2 separate regions of the Sus scrofa genome follow, and region 1 is linked to region 2. A link is a contact called in public HiChIP or PLAC-seq data. All regions are on one chromosome and are shown on one strand. Each heading gives the region's core, a stretch centred on a gene start, on an enhancer-like site or on the middle of the called end of the contact. The rest is flanking DNA. Distances are from core to core; before and after follow the strand shown.

The links. HiChIP or PLAC-seq counts read pairs in DNA pulled down with a chosen protein or histone mark.
Region 1: a contact with region 2 is called in an H3K27ac HiChIP or PLAC-seq map of skeletal muscle, with 10 times the contacts expected there. The contact joins two enhancer-like sites. A contact is called at or near these places in 7 of 47 Hi-C or Micro-C datasets (embryonic fibroblasts, epiblast stem cells, fetal skeletal muscle and 4 more) and 1 of 2 datasets of contacts at active chromatin or transcription factors (skeletal muscle).

Annotation. Positions count from the first base shown.
Region 1 is chr13:182,959,113-182,961,812 of Sscrofa11.1, reverse strand. All of the region lies in intron 7 of TMPRSS15 (transmembrane protease, serine 15), which reads left to right. Among named protein-coding and RNA genes, the nearest start is that of TMPRSS15, 27 kb to the left of the region's middle. Within about 2 kb of position 1,417, at least 2 of the 83 cell types and tissues checked have an H3K27ac peak or open chromatin away from gene starts, as enhancers often do. A contact at or near this core is called in skeletal muscle, where this site is marked.
Region 2 is chr13:182,304,610-182,307,309 of Sscrofa11.1, reverse strand. No RefSeq gene overlaps it. Among named protein-coding and RNA genes, the nearest start is that of BTG3, 78 kb to the right of the region's middle. Within about 2 kb of position 1,294, at least 12 of the 83 cell types and tissues checked have an H3K27ac peak or open chromatin away from gene starts, as enhancers often do. A contact at or near this core is called in skeletal muscle, where this site is marked.

The DNA of each region.
Region 1 (2,700 bases), core at 168-2,667, 650 kb before region 2:
TCTAGATTATGTTATTAATAGAGTCATATTAATGTTGACTTCCTCACACAGCTTCCTTTTTTAGTCTTTAGTTATTTAGGTTTGCACAACTTATAGCTGACTATAGCGGAACCAAGATTTCTTTAAACTGTTTTTCTCTTCTGATAGAATTGCATCAGCAAAAAAGTTCACTTTTTAGCTGACCTGTGAGAAGAAAAAATGCTGACTCACAGACTTTAGGCCAATGTTCAGACCTATTTGGAGGTTGGCAAGTGTCTCCATAGATTGTCTGCGTGCCTCAAATGTATGTGTACAACAGACCTGGGTGGATAGTCAGAGATTGTGTGTGAGTTCTGTGTCCTGGAGAATTCAAAGCTCTGACCAAACATGCAACCAGTAAATGTTTAGCCAGCAGAGGGCGCTCTCAGTGGGTCCTAAGAACATCAATGTGAAATTACCATTACAGGCAATTTCTGGCAGTGCAATAGAATAGCTGATATTATTTGACAGCTCATTTATCCCTTTCTCTGATGCTACATTGAAAAGCACTTTCTAATCTAACAAATTATAATCCTGAACCCCCAGTAATCCTACTTAGCCATGGCTAGGTTATATCTGTTTTTCTCAAAGTCTATCCTGCTTCGTTGTCTTATGTAAAATTAGGTTCTTCAGAAACACCCTGAAATTAAATGAAGGTATGAAAAAATCCCCTAGCACAAGCCTGTATCTTGGAAATTATAACAAGCTAAATGCCTATCAACGGATGAATGGATTAAGATGTGGTACATGTACAGTGGAATAGTACTCAGCCATAAGAAATATAATAATGGCATTTGCAGCAACATGGATGCAACTAGAGATTCTCATACTAAGTGAAGTCAGAAAGAGAAAAACAAATACCATATGGCATCACTTACATGTGGAATCTAAAACCGATCTTGCTTTTTTTCCCCTTTTCACTCTCTTTTTTTGGCTTCCTCCTGTTTGTTGTGAAGTGCTAGTCCAAACATAATTTATATTCTAATTTCAAAAACCCTGAACACGATGAAATTCTTTTTTTTTAATTTCCTGTTTCTTCATTCATTTACAATCTCTCTCTCTCTCTCTCTCTCTCTCTCTCTCTTTCTCTCTCACAAACACACACAGCCTGCTTTTCAGCTCAAAGAGTGGGTGATATCATTATGATAGCTCTATATATTGCAGTATTAGGTTAATATTAGGTATTAGATAAGACTACTTGCTTCAAATCATCACTTATAAGTTGGGAGAGCTTATTTTAGTTACTTAACCCCTCTGTACTCTCAGTTTCCCCACTGGAAACTTCATAATTTTGTGGTGAAAAGGACATGAATACATATAAATGACCTTAGAGCAGTGCTGGCACACAATAAATGCTCCACTGATGCTAGCAGGTGTATTTTAGGGCTGGTAGGATTGATTGCCCTTCCTCAGCGGGTTCCTAAATGGCATAGTTTAAATATAGACTATTTACCCTAGCAGTGGACATTCTTGCCCTGCCTGTAATCTTGGAATCCACATATTTCTTGACAAATTGTGATTAAAAACTTCATATATCACTTAAAATACAAAGCAGACACAATTCTTTTATGGTTATTGAAGCTAAGGAATTCATTTATTTTCTGTGGTTTGTGATGTGCAGAGAGTTGAGAGTAAAGAAGGAGTTTTTGGTTTTGGGTTTTTTGTTTTTTTTTTTTTACAACTAGAAAATGATTTAGCTCTGCATTAACATGTTTTACTATTTATCTTCAAATCATACAAATTAGCTTTAATTGTCCTTTTTGCTCAAGTATTAAAAGTGATGCATTTCTCCCAACAAGCCACAATTTTTTCTTTCATTTCCTGAAGTCTGTGATATTGTGTTATTATCTTTTCTGTCCTTAGTTTGTTCTTTTCTATTTGTCCCCCTCTGGGAATCAGCCTCTAATAGTCCAACACAAATTCAATGCAGTTAATTCCTAGGGCATAATCCAATGCATTTCATTCCTATGCCATTGTACTTAAATAGACTTTGAATCTTGAAATGTATTTACCTTTTTTTAACAACTTTATCTTATATGCCTTTTAAAAATATATACCAAAAGTAGCAAAAAAACAGCCAAAATGTGAGATATTTTTAAGCAAGATTTCTACGTGCTTTTCAATTTCTTTCTGCTGTTCATCATATGAAATATTTGATGTCATATAATAGCTTATATTTTATAATGTGACAGAATCACTGTATAATGTTACAATGAGGTTTTCCTTCTATCAGTGTAGGATTAGATTATTCTAGCACTCAGATTCCAAGAGCAGCAATTTGACTTTGATAAATTTCCTCTGGCATATGAGGAGTTAACAATGTATCAAGAGAAAAAGGACGTATTCCATGAGTCATTGCTTTAGAATACGCTATTAACAGAAATAACATCATAGAAAATAACTTAGGGAAAACTAAGTATTATGAAAATTGAATAAATTTTATTTTTAATACATACTATATTTGGCAAATATAAGATAAAAAGCTATAGGTTATACCTCCTGGTTCATGCTTGCAAGAAGATTTTACTCTAATTCGAAGTGACCCAGATATAAATTAAGATGACTAATAATGGATGACATTAAAGAGAAGTACATGAACTAAATGTGCTATAAGATTTAAAAGAGAAAATGAATTGTTATGGGAAGGAAAAATATATTCGGGATTAGTGAATGAAAATACTG
Region 2 (2,700 bases), core at 45-2,544:
AAAGAAGATATGGTACATGTATGCAATGAAATACTATTCACCCTTTAAAAAGAATGAAATAATACCACTTGCAGCAATATGAATGGACCTAGACATAATCATACTAAGTAAAGGAAATCAAAGACAAATAATATATGATATCACTTACATGTGGAATCTAAAAAAATGACAGAAATCAACATATCTATGAAATAAAAACAAACTCACAGATATAGAGAACAGACTTGTTATTGCCAAGGGTGGGGGCTGGGGAAGGGAAGGATTGGGAGTTTGGGATTAGCTGAGGCAAACTATTATACATAGGCTGGAGGAATAGAAGGTCCGACTGAGCATAACTGAGTTACTTTGCTGTACAGCATAAATTAACGCCACATTGTAAATCAACTATACTTCAATAAAAAAAAAAAAAAAAGTTTATCTCAGAGAGGACACTCTGCATTCAAGACTGCTAATCTGAAAATAAAATTAGTGACAGCTTACTCATCTTTTTGTTTCCATTTATTTTTCACATGAATATTTCAGCTTTACCTAACAATTTTACTTCTGACTAATTTGAACATATGTGCATTGCTTTAGTATTTGACTTAAAGAGGATTTTTCTGGTAAAAATAATGCAAAGTCACGTTTTGTTTTCAGAATATTTATTTCTCCTGAGATTCTGAGAGATGTGCATAGATTTAAAGGGATAACTTAAAATTTAGACTTACTCTCGGGCCTAAGAAGTATCATTTAAGAATAGAGCTATTGTCCTAAAAATAACACTCTAATATAATATCCCAATGTTGTCCAGTTGCCATATCTTGATTCACTGAAAGATTTATAGTTGTCTCCTTTACTCTGCTTGAAGTTGCTAAGCAGAAGCAGTAGAGAAATTCAGCAGTAAACATACTTTTGTAGGATTCTTCATTCCTGATTTAGCTAATGCCCAACTCTCAAAATAGAAAACAACAAGCCCCTCGGGTTTTACTTGCAAATAAACTTAAATGCTGAGTTCACCAACTCCTGAAATTCAGATGTGCCTTCCTGACTCCTCCGTCACATCTGCCACAACTGCTGGAAAAGCCACCCCCATGGACCTGCGTGCTTAAACTCTTCCTTTAAGCAGAATTTTATTTTTCCCTGGCTTTCTTCTTTCCACAAAATAATGGAACAGTTGCCAAACTCCACTCCTCTTCTGCTCCACAAATGTTTCTACCATGGAGGTAGAAATTTTCCTCCTTGATGAGTTCATGTTGGCCGTATATATTCAGGAAGGAGGAACAACTCTCTTCCCAAAGAGCAGATGAATAATTGCTTAGTTAGAAGAATGTTCCAGGCCAGAGGAAGGGAGTAGTCAGCTCCTTCCTCAGAATCACATCCCTTGCCAAAGAACAATTGGAGGCTGCCCCCTGATTTTCCACACTTCAGATTCAGAGGGAAGGATGTCCTGATTTGTTAAGATAAACCAGAGAAAAAAAGAAAAATAAAGGAGCAGCAGGTGTGGCCTAATTCACTGCGCCTGAGCTTCTGACAAAGAAGCAAAACCCCCCTATACCAGCATGTAAGGACAGAGCTCAACTGCAGCAGAAATTTGAAACTGAAAGCCAAGTTACCAGCCCTGACTTTGGAATTGCCTTAAGCCAATTTGCAAAGAAAATCAGTGCAGGCCAGGGCTTGATGGGGTGTCTGAGGACTTGATGTCTCCCTTCTTTGGCTTTTCCCCAACGGGTGTTGATAAATAGAGATGATATGACCTAAGCCAGAATTCTCAGGAGATTCAAAAAGAAATGGTCCTGTGGAGCAAAACTAAGCTTATGTATTTTTTTTTTCCTTTTTAGTATCACCGTATGGAAGTTCCCGGGCTAGGGGTCAAATGAGAGTTGCAGCCACACCAATGTGGATCCAAGCTGTGTGTGCAACCTACACCACAGCTCACAGCAAGGCCGGATCCTTAAACCACTAAGCAAAGCCAGGGATTGAACCCATGTCCTCATGGACACTGTGTCAGGTTCTTAACCTGCTGAGCCACAACAGAAACTCCTTGTCTTTTTAAAAATGCTTTCACTGTCAGTAAACTTCAGTGTGGTGAGTAGAGCAGTAGCAAATCAAACTACTTTGTCCCCATGAAGAATGAGCAGAGAGGATGTAAAAGAGCCAAAAGCATCTGATGTGAAAGCCACATCAGATTTTCAGTCCTTCCACAGGGGCAAATGTTGGCTCCTTGTTACAGGTATCATAACCAAAGCTCGGAAGTGTTACATTGCTAGCTCTGGGTCAAACAGCTAATAAAAGAGAGAGCCTGAATTTAAACCCAGCACAGCCAAACTTCAAACCTGGGGTCAGTCTTTTGTCCTAGTGATTCCCAAATGCTGGTCCCTGAGCTGATGCTAGCCCGAAGCTGAGAAGACCCACCTGGGCAGCATGGTCAAAATGCCTGGCCCACAGGCTCTAGAAGATCTAATTCAATAGGTCTGGAATGAGACTTAAGAACCTGTGTTTTTAAAAAATGTCCTTGACATTTTTTTCATAGCAAAACCTGGGAACCATTTCAGTATATACTCTTCTAAGCATTTTTTTTCCCCCAGCAGTTAATTAATTGATTAGTGAAAATCTTAGCTCAACTCCCAAATCAAAGTATAACACACCTGTCACTCAGAGAATGTAGCTGATATTTCTATGAACTGTGAAATATATTTTCAAAATATTTGAAGTTCCAGTGGT